2 separate regions of the Zea mays genome follow, and region 2 is linked to region 1. The links are chromatin contacts, called in public Hi-C maps. All regions are on one chromosome and are shown on one strand. The core of a region is the stretch at or near the end of the contact, and the rest is flanking DNA. Distances in the headings are between cores, read along the strand shown.

Region 1 (5,704 bases), core at 1,882-4,381:
ATTGTGTTAACAAGCATTCAAACTCGAGATCTCTAACTCTGATACCATATTAAGTTCCATGGAGTAACCAATTCAACTCAAAAGATTAAACTGATAGAAAGAGATAGATAATTCAATTATATTATATTCCAACAGCCGTAAGTAGCGAGTGGGCCGGGCAGTCGGACCTCATTAGAATGGATGCGCGACAACAGAAAATCAGCTGAAGTTTTGGCCTTTTAATATCAGACATAGATAGGAGCAAAGCAATCTATTATTGGCGTGCAATTGTAGATATGCACAATTTGCTTGACGGAGATAGGCTTTCGAAGCAGGTGTCAGTGTCACCTCAAGATTTTTGCTGGCGAGCGGCAAGAGCCAAGAGTCCTAAAGCAGCACTCGATCAATTTGGTGACGGGATGGATAAAATATTTCATTTTGCTGAAAAGATGGATCGACGAGCTGATTTTAGATGCGCTTCTTTCCCAACAACAAATTGACAGCGAGGCCGACAGGTAATAAGCTGATAAACGATTGTACGTACGTACGCTGTAGCAGTGATCAATCGATGAGGCCATCGAAAGTGGAAAAGGAGGGGGATTGTTGTCTTCTTGAAGATGGCCAGAACCGTGCCATGCAATCCATCTTCCCGGACATTGCATTGGACGTACGACATGATTGGAAGCACAAGCACAAGCACAAGCACGGGGGAATATAATGGCCAGAGAGCGCGCGTCTCCATCGATCTTCCGAGTGGAGTCCAACCGCGCTTCGTCATCACGCGGCGTACGTCCACAGGTAGATCATTATCTTCATCAAATGGTAAAGATCGTGTGCGCGCTCCCGTGTGGCATGCGTTATCCAAGATTCCATCGTCGCCTTGCTCATTATTGGTGTGGCTTTCGATCGATGTGGTGGTGGCCAATGGCGTTGCAAAGCTGGATCACTTCGACGACGACAGGTCCGGCTTTGAACCAAATCAGCAAGTAGTGTGGATTAAAAAAATATCACACCGTTCATCAGCATACTTTTAAGATCACACATCAGTACAACACATTCACATGAAGCTATATATATGTAACAGGCATGCTTAGTACTAACTAGCTAGTACTGTATGAGACAACGATGTACATGCATGCTGATCACTACGGGGGGACAGTAGAGAGACAGTGCCGTTCACGATTCCACGTAGCAGGCAGGATCTTAACTTAATTAACTGGCACTTGGCAGTTAGCTTAATCCGTTGCATCGTCGTACGTGTCCACGTACGGCAGTTGCGCCGTCTCATCTCATTGCAGCCTGAGCCTGGCCCTGGAGAGGCGCTTCCACTCGACAAGCCGCAGCAAGAACTCCATCACCTGCGCACATCCACAAGCTAGGCAACGTCAGCAACGCGGCGGCGGAGTAGGCGAATTGGCGGTAATTGCACAGGACGACCGAAACGGACGTGAGATCGGCCGCAACCCCACCGCCGGCCACCGGTAGTGGTGCCGTGCTGGTGGTGGTCCAGGGCACACTGTGCGGGGCCGCGGAGAGAGGGAGACGAGGACGTAGACACGGGATCGAAACGGATGCTTTTGGTGGGTCACGCTCACGCACGCACCTCTGCGGGGCCTTGGAGCGAGTAGGAGGCGCTCGTCTCCTTGGGGTGCTTGGACACGAGGATGCCGACGCCCTGGTCCTGGCCGCGGCGCCGCAGGACCTTGAAGGCGTCCTCGTCGGTGCGGTCGTCGCCGATGTACACGGGCAGCACGCTGCTGCAGTCCGCGAAGCCGAGCGACTCGAGCAGGAACTCCAGGGCCTTGCCCTTGTCCCACTTGATGCTGGGCCGCACCTCCAGCACCATCCGCCCGTGCGTCAGCCGCAGCTTCGGGTACCCCCGCAGCACGCCCCTCACCGACTCTGACAGCTCGCCCCACATCTGAACCAGCCAATACATGATATGATGAGGCTGAGGCTGGAAACGGCAAGAGGAAAACGACGACGGCCGTTTATTATTGGCGAACCACACCTTTTCGTCGACGCGTCTGAAGTGGACGGAGACGCAGAACCTGTTGTTCTCCACCTTGGCCCCCGGTATGCAGCGCGTCGTCTGTACCAGGCGCTCGTGCACCTCCTCTATCATGGGCAGGAACTCGCTGGCCGGCTGGAACACTACTCCTTTTGCCTTTGCGGCGTGCCGAGAAGAAGAGGAGGCCTTGGCGGCCGCCGGACCCTTGATGTCCATGCCGTGGCTGCCGGCGTAGTAGAGCTCTGCCAGCTTCACGAACTCGAACACCTGCATGCTTCGGGAAAAAGCTCGCTTAGTTAGTCGCCGCCGCCGCCGCGCCGGCGATAGATGGTGAGCCGGTGCGTCACCGATGAGATGTACGTTTCCTCTAGATTTGGTGGGTGCTGGGTAGTGGGTACCTTGTCGCGGCACCGGCCGCTCACGATCGCCGTCGGGAAATGCTTGGCGACGCTACGCACGGCCATCCGCATCTGCTTCTCGCCAGCCAAACCAACAAAAGCCTGTGAGCTGATGAGAATCAACCGAATAAAAGGTAGTGGTGGCACAGTACGCAACTAACGCAGTTCGCTCACCGTCTCGCTCATGAAGGCGGCGTCGGGGTCGTCCACGATGGGCGACAGCGTGCCGTCGTAGTCCAGGAACATGACGATCCGCTTGCCCTCGGCCGCCGCCACGATCCGCTCGAACCTGCCCAGCGCCGACGGGTGCCGCGCCATCCAGCTGGCGGCGCGCTCCTCGTCGACGTCGACATCGACGCCGCCGCCGGCGGCGAGCGCGGCCGCGGCCCTGGCGTGCGTGGGCGACGACGCCCGCATGGACTCCACGCCCCAGGCGCCGGCGCCGCCCAGCAGGCCCGCCCCCGCGCCGAGCTCCACCTGCAGGCACTTGCGCCGCACGGCGGCCGCGACCCCGGCGCCACGCGGCGGCGGGTACGCGAGCAGCGTCCCCGGGCAGGTGCACGACGCCTGCGCCGCTGGTACGCCAACCTCCGGCACCGCCACGCTGGGCTTCGCCATCAGTAGCAAGAGAGCTTCCGATATCTGTGGACTGGTCCGATGATTACCAGCAACCAGCAACGCGATCAGTTTGCAGAGGCTGCAGATTGCAAAGAAATGATTGGTGCGACTGTGTGAGAAGGCGGGAGGAGGGTAGCTCGCATTTATAGTAGCGGCTGGCGGCTGCGGGGGAAGGGATACGACAGGGTGACGCGGATCCGGCGTGGGCCACTGCGGGCGCCCTTGGCCGCGTCCCGCGCCCGCGGCCCAGCTCGGCACCAGGTGCCCCCGCGCGTGCACGTGCCGGGCCCGCCGCGGCGCACACGTGTGGGCCTCATACTCTGATACTCGTGAGTCGTGACAACCTTTGGCGTTTCCTGTTAAGTAACCCTAGTTAGGGTTATATGGGCAAATACCGACTCTGCCCCTGAGGGGTCTCACGTCTATATATAAAGGAACATGTACCCCTCATAAGAGATGAGAAAGAGGCCAGAGGCCCAACCCTATATCCAGTGTCTCGTGTGTTTCCTCTGTCGTGCTTATGGGAAGGGAGACGGGTTCTCTACATCTTCTTGCGCCTCTACTGCTGACGGGAGGGAAGGGAGCGGATCTGGTGATCCGTGGTAACGTAGTTCTCAACACGTTATCAGCACGCTCTACCTCAACGTTGCTGCGAGATCGGATCTGCATCACCTCTTCGTCAAGTCGGCAGGTCTCTGGCCTAGCCGAACTGTCCTACGCGACAGGCTTCGATTTCACCTCTACGCAATCACGCGTTGGTTGGATCTACTGTTCTTGATTTGATTATTATCGAGGAGATGAGCACTCATGCATCTGCGCGAGGAAGAAACAACTCGGCAACGCATAGATGCGGATGCGAATAAATCACGAATGCGCGCAGTGCTCAATCACACGGTATTCCTCTCTGCGTCTGTTGAGCCAAAGACTGCGCGACGTGCGCGAGTTTTGCGGCAGTTAGTTTTGCTGTTTTTTTACTGCCCATTAAAAATAGTAGTTGGTGATGGTGGCTCTGACGGCTTTTTCGTGATGTGACGAGCTACCTTAATGGACGAGCACTAGGCCACCAGCCGTGGCAGTCTAATAACAAAAAAAAGGCCGGTCAAAGGTATGCATGCGACACTCCTATACATGGGGAAGTCACGGTTAAGCAACCTCTTCCTCTCTGTACAACTGTTTAAGTGGTTTAAACCGTTGGATGATTAGACACGATGCAATATTTATATACATAAGTTCTTATTGAATTTATATAAATTTATATGCATGCTCCATATAATTTGTTCTATATTTCCAGTTGCAAATAACAAAAAGACTAAACATGTTACAGTTTCTAGCGTAATTAATTATTTCTGGCAGTAAATAATTAGTACAAAATGCACGTTTAATAATGGAAAATGCCTTTTGCACATATGTGGTGATGCCCATGCATTAATTTTGGTTTTTTCTGTATTAATAATTATTTCTGGCAGCAAATAATTAACAAAGAATTATTAAGAATGCATGTGAAGGCTATAATGTGCATACTCAAATCGCTCTAAATATTTGTTATGTGTTGAGCCTTCGGACTCACGTCGAGCGATTAAATTGTATAATGGGTACTCAGACACGCCGATCAGGCTGCGTTGGTAATCGGCTGAGTTATGACATTAGCTGAATATTGACTGCACCCTGGCAACACGACGCAATATTTGTGTCGTTCGAACTTGGTTGCGTCATGTGATTGCTATGTCGCGCTCTCCATTAATCGGATCGCTCCCGTTGAGTCAGACCGCCATCGCTGAGTCGCGTATTTTTTGCATGCCCTGTAGGCACTGTCTGTCTTTCGCGAGCCACAATTGCGCCTGTTGCGCACGTTGCGTGGATTTATCGTGTACCCCAATTACCGAGCCATAATTGTGCCTATTGCGCTTATTACGAAGGCTTGCTATACTGTCGTAGCCCTGATGGCCGCACACGCGTTGACGCCAGATACGCTAGAGCTTGTACTCGCATGGATTGTGGTGGGTTGTTCAAGGTCCTGAAGTCACATTATGTGCAACCTTCGTAAACAATTTTGTTTTCACTTTATATTTTGTTTGATTGTGTTGTGTGCCATCGTATATTTATATATATCGCCAAGTGGCCATAACAACTATATTAAATCTGGGAAATTAAATCGAAATACAATGAAACACAGATAAGTTAAATCTATGCTCTCTCCTCGTGCATAAAGTTTTACCCGAAGTAACCTGAAGAAATTTAATATTAATGCATGAAAGCCTTTTTGGCACAGAAAACATCACAAATTGAGATTTTATTAGTAAGCAATAAGACCTTGTCAGATGAATAAATGTTAGAATCTCAGTCATACATTGCTCAACCAGATGTTGGCACATTGCTATTTGTCGCTGAACGGCATGAAGCGAACTTTGAGATAAATGGCTAGTACCTTAGCAACACGAAGTTGCGAGTACATCGAAAGGTAATTCTGAGAATTTTTTTCACAACGTTGGTGTGAAAAAAAACATTGTGTGTTCTCGTCGAACCACTTTACTCGGCCTATCTAGGACCTCTATGCTTGTGTTGCATACATCTCTCAGAATTTAAATACTTATAGCCGCTGAATTGACTTGGGATAGTGCTTTGACTGGTATGGTATATACTATAAACCAAATGGTAAAGGTCGATTCTGAATAGACATATACACGGGGTTTATGTAGTC
Region 2 (5,890 bases), core at 3,133-5,632, 200 kb after region 1:
GAGGGTGTCGCAACAACTCCCTGGCTGCTGACAATGCTCCCGGAGTCGCCCTTGATGGAGTCCGAGACGTCTGTGCAGCCGTGTGCTGCCGTGCGTCGTGCAAAGCAGCAGTGCCTGGCACAAGGTGATTGGGAACCTGCGGCGTGGAGGAAGCAGCCTCTCCCTCCACCGTGAAATCTACCGAAGTCTCGGCACGGTGCTCAACGATTTGCACCATCATGCTTGAGCAAGGAGACAAGCAAAAACCTAATGCCTGACCCCTACCTGGCGCGCCAAATGTCGGAGAGCAAATCTCCAACCGGGTGGCGGAGTGCACCCGCCCCAAATCCTAAGATGAGGAGGGGCCTAAGTGTTTTGCTTGTTAGTTGGAGAATGGGAAGAACACAAGAACACACAAAGATTTAGAGTGGTTTGGGCCGCCGGAGCGTAACACCCTACTCCACTGTGTGATGTATTGCTTGAGAGCTTGTATGAACTTGTGAGTGTCTGAGTGAGCCTAAGATTGGATATGTCTTGTAACGTCGCATGCCTCCCCTTTTATAGCTGAAGGGGGGCATGCACAAAGGTACTGAGCCCCGACATGTGGGCCCAGGGACATAAAGAATATAGCACTTGGTGCTACAAATGTTTGTTGCTGGAGCAATCTTCTTGTGCCCTGACATCCGAGATCTGTGCATCCTCGGCGAGCAGGGGAGGCTTCTCGTAGAAGGGATGAAGAGCACAGTGCGCTGCTCGGCACGGGCGCACTGTTTGTTAACAGACTGGACAGGTGTGCCGTCTGCTGGATGACCAAGACGCCGTCTGCCAGCAGATTGGACAGCACACATTAAATGCTGAGAGGGCACGTCGCCCGTCAGTGTGGTGGAAGGCGGCACGTCCTCTCCGCAATAAATGCAAGGGCTGCGCGGCTCTATGAGCCTTACGTCAGGCTCGGCCCGTTGGCTTATGTCACGGGCCACAAGCCACGCGACAGCAGCGGGTCTCCGCCTGAGCGGGGAGCGTAGGGCAAGGCTTGGACATGTGTCAGCACCATACCCTTACTCATGTCGGGGTCCTCCCCGTCCCGGGACCTTGCCAAGGCCCGGACCTTACTCAGAGGGACCTGGGGCCCACCCGAGGGACCCGACATGCCTTCTTTGGGAGCTCCGGACTTGTACGTACATGGGTCCAGTGTCTCTCTGTGGAGGTCCGGAACCAACGATGCATCCTGGGATGTATTATCTTTCCTTGCCACGTGGTGCCTTTAAACCTGCCCATGTGGTGGGGTCGGGTGCTGTTCTCTGTGTGGCCTGGAGGTGTCGTACGGGTGCAGCGTCTTCATACTGTAGAAGAGGGTACCCCTGATTCAGGGTACTGACAACATGCCTTGCCCATATTTCACCCTACTAAAGTTTCTTCCGAACTTGATAACGCCAACTTTACATATACTCACAAAAGCGATTACATGACAACGATTTCATGAAAATATCAGCGATCTGCCCATTATCGCGGGCATGTTCAATGTCCATCTTTCTATCTCTTATACACACTCGAATAAAATAAAATCTCATAGTTATATGTTCGCTTCGGTCATGAAAATAGGATTCTTGCTGATGCTATAGTCGATTAGTTGTATATCTTTAAATAGAAGGTTGTGTGTTGCTCGATCTTTAGCGATGCAAGCAATTGTTGCAACCATGCACCTTGATATGTTGTTGTCGTCCCTGTGAGTCATAGGGAAGGAACCGAGGAAGAACATCATATCGGTGATGCTCTTCCTTATATCAATGTCATCACCTATGTCAGCATCGCTATACCTGAGCACCTTCTGCTCGTTCTCGTCGTGTTTGTAGTAGTAGTCATAGTCAACTTTGTCCGCGATGTAGCATAGGATCTACTTTGCCTATGTTGTGGTGCTCGGTGGTGAGGTTCTCCACAAATAGATTGACATAGCCAACAGTGAAGGCGATGTCCAGCCAAGTACACACCAAATACTGGAGACAATCGATAAAGACCCAATACTCATTGGCATCCACCAATTTTGATGTACTAGACTTTGACAACTTCAGACGGGGCTCCATTGGAGTATAACAGAAGTTGTAATTTTTATACCCACACGCTCCAGGATCTTACGTGTGTACGTAGCATGAAACAACTTCACCCCCTGATGCACCTCAGTGTCAAGATAAAATTAGAGAAGGCTCAGATCATTCATCTTGAACCTAACGTTCATCTTTCATTTGAACTATATGATCTTGCTGGCATTGTTCCTGATGATGATGAGACCATCGACGTAGACCCTCATTAGAAACCGAGAAGCGCCCTTGCTATGAGGATAGACAACACAACCAAATATATTATGATTGAATCAAAGCGCCACCAACGTCTCGTTGAGCTTGGTATGCCATGCATGTGATACCTGACAAATATCGTGAAATGCCTTATCTAGACGCAACACCTTGTCCTCGTGGTTGATGATGACGAAGTCAAGAGGATGCTAAATGTAGACCTCCTTGACTAGCTCATCATTGAGAAACATGGACTTGACATCCATGTGGTCCATAGACCACCCCTTCTAGGCAGCGAGTGCCAGCAGAAACCACACTGACTCAATGGATGTTATAGGTGCAAAGACCTCGTCAAAGTCCACGCCTGATTGCTAGACATGGCCCTTCAAGATAAGCCATGCCTTGTGCTTAATCACCTTGCCGACACCGTTCTTCTTCTCCTTTTTCCTTTGCACTTGTTGATGGATGATTTCCATGTCCCTGATCTCTTGGTCCAACTCCTCCTCCTGGAGTGTTGGACTGGTGGCCTTTCTCTTCTGGCTTCGAGCCTCTCGGAGAGAGAGAGTCTCCTGGTTTGTGTCCAGTGGCTGCAGTGTAGCAGCCCCTGGCACTGTTGTCTTCTTCGGCGGCATGACGAAGGTCAGTGCTTTGTCGAAGGCTGTGGAAGTGAGTACACCGGAGGTGGGCGCCAATGTTGGGGACTTGTTCTCAAATGCTATGAATTAAGAACAAGGCAACACAAAAATAGGTTAATGGTTAATGTCATTCGTCCTTCGAAGCATTATTTCCCCAAGGATATAATGATCTTCGGACGAAGGTTATGAAGGATATACCTTCATCATCACATCATATATATATTAATGAAATACGAAACATATGAAACATGAGAAATAACATGAATAATCATACAACATTGCTAATGTATCTTTATTATATCACTATGGATGAATGAGAACAATATTGAATTACATTTATACCTTCGGCTTGACGGAAGGTAAAAAGTCCAAGCGTGACGCACAAGCGAATACAAGTCAGCGTGAACAGTACGAGGTACTGTTCATCTATTTATAGGCACATGGCACAGCCTGTGTAAATTTACATTCATGTCCTTCATATTTACTATTGACTTATGGACAACCCAATGGGGAATAGATAACCTTTTCCTCTTTACGTCGCTTCCTTTTTCTACCATTACGCCGAAGCTCCCTTGCGTGTAGCTTCGGAGCAACATCAATCTTTGTCTCGACCACGCTTTTCACATCGTATAGATCAGGGGGTGTTTGAGAGTAGGTATGGGATGACTTAGTGTTTTGTAAAGATCAGGGGGAGTTTTTTTCCTTTTGATCGGAAGAACTTGTATGTACATCATGTTGTACTCTTTTCTTTGTATGAGTATTAACCTATTTAGGTTTCTCATTCAAAGTTTTTAACGAGGCAACATCAACACAAGGCCTATGTCATATCATCTATTTTTCCCGTAGAGGTTTTCGAGGATGATACATTATGACATAGCTATTGTTGCATTTGAACTAGGTTATGGGCTTATCTCCCTAGAGTTCAAACGGATCAACAATAGAGTATGACTACTCTCCTTATTTTTCCCGTTGGGTTTTAAGGAGACTCAGCTGATATGTTGATTTCTCAGATTTTCTGACTAGATTATCTTGGAAAAATATTAGTGTGAGTTATATGTCTCATCATTTATTTTCCCCACTGGGGTTTTTGAGATGATGACTATAGACATATTATTGTTCTTTGGACTAGAGGTCTATGGGAGAACAATGGCATACCATGGTCCAATTGAACCATCGACAATTATCTATAAGGATAATTGAGCTTGTGTTGTTCAGATGAAAACATGTTATATCATGAGCAACATTAATAAGCATATTGCTCATAAATTGTATTATTCATCTTGCAAACAAAGTCTTGTGATAATCTTGCTGATCTATTCACAAAATCTCTACCATACTCAACGTTTTCAGAAATGTGTTGAGGTGATTGGTATGCGAAGACTTAAGTGCTTACAAGGATCAGGGGGGAGTAATTCTCCATGATATTTGACCTGTTTTGTACCATCATATTACACTCTTTTCTTTGTATGAGTTTTGCCTTGTTATGGTTTTCTCATCCAAAGTTTTTAACGAGATAATATCAATTAAGCTATATGCTTCATCATTGATTTTTTCCAGGGGGTTTTATACATGATGATTACAAGCATATTTTCTTTTGGAGTTCAATATGAGTTTTACTCATAATCCAAAAGATATTGTATACTCCTTATTTTTCTCACAGGGTTTTTGAGGAGATGATATATTGAAAGACAGATTGCAGATTATCAAATGGACTTGGATTGATTAGGGGGAGTGTTACAAAACATGTTACCATGATGTGATCAACCCTTGTCAATTCTCTCCCAAGGGACACACCCTTTGGGAGACATTGTTTTGTACTTATATATAAACAGTGTACTCTCTGCAATAAAGACAACAATAACTTCATTCTGTCATTCTCTCTGGTCTTTTTCGTTATTCTCTAACAAAAAGAACAGCCGGAATCTCATCGAAGGGAGATTCCAGAAGTAGGATTCCAGCCTGAACTTTTCTCGAGCCAATGTTTGCCTAGCAGCACAGATACGTTGTTTCGCATCATCAGTGTCTAGTCGACGAAGGCCCCGGGGACGAACTGGCGACGGCGCAGACCAGACGGAACAAGTCTGTCTGTGGATCGCTGCCGTCGGGCCCGTCGTCAGCTGCCGCGCACGAAGCCTCTCATTCTTCTCCCCCCTTTGGAACAAAGGGTTGGTAAAAGAATTATATATTGGATTTGATTCATCCAGGCGTTTTTCCTAGGATTTAGACATTGTAAGACCCTGCAAAAATTCTACGAAATACCTCAATCCATAGTCATGTTGAAGTGAACTTAAAAGGGGTCCAACCTATGTTTTTCTTTCTTTGTGTCTATTTCTCTCCATAAATTCCTATGAAAAACCTATGCGTCTATTTCTCTCCTTAAATTCCTATGTTTTTCATGTGTTGCATCTAAATCCATATAGGATTGTCTCATGCGTTCGAAAGCAGACCTTATTATGGGCTGGGCGCTGTTCTCCAAACCAGGAGCCCTGGACACCACGCACGCATTCCCGGCCCACCGAGCCTGGTCGCACTCGCGCACAGCAACAAAGCAGACGCAACCAACGATAGCTTCCTCCGGCCCGGCCCGGTCCTCCCCAGCCGTCAGTCAGTCGCCGCCCCTTTGCGGGAACGTGCTCGGAAGCAGCAGCAGCCGTCTCCTCCCCTCCCCTCGGCACCTCAATCTTTTCTTCCCTCATCGATCTCTACTCCCCTCCCCTTTTTATACCGCGTCGTCGGTCCGAGGCAAAGCTTTTCCTCTTTCTGCGTCTGCCACTCGTCCCTCCTGGATCAGTGAGTCCCGGAGTGGAAGATCCGGCCTTTTTAGCTGCTTGTAGTGGTAGTTGGTTGTTTCTGGGGAGTTGCACCACCGGGAAGCGGGGCAGGAGAGGAGGGTTGGTGGGATTGCGGTGATGGACTCCGGCAACAGCGGGAGCCTCCAGTCGTCTAGCGGCGGCGGCGACGACGAGTACGACTCGCGGGCCGGCGGCG

The links. A called contact is a pair of places that touch in the nucleus more often than the background predicts.
Region 2: a contact with region 1 is called in a Hi-C map of bundle sheath, with 5 times the contacts expected there. The contact joins the promoter of LOC103632658 here to the promoter of LOC103632655 in region 1. A contact is called at or near these places in 2 of 25 Hi-C or Micro-C datasets (bundle sheath and endosperm).

What each region holds. Positions count from the first base shown.
Region 1 is chr7:104,976,628-104,982,331 of Zm-B73-REFERENCE-NAM-5.0, forward strand. LOC103632655 (probable trehalose-phosphate phosphatase 7) reads right to left here and starts at 3,132. Exons shown (of 4, transcript XM_020541312.3): 1 at 2,563-3,132; 2 at 2,389-2,490; 3 at 1,991-2,264; 4 at 972-1,900. The coding sequence starts at 3,006. The coding sequence ends at 1,365.
Region 2 is chr7:105,171,568-105,177,457 of Zm-B73-REFERENCE-NAM-5.0, forward strand. LOC103632658 (translation initiation factor IF-2) reads left to right here and starts at 4,383. Exons shown (of 1, transcript XM_008654414.4): 1 at 4,383-5,890. The coding sequence starts at 5,812.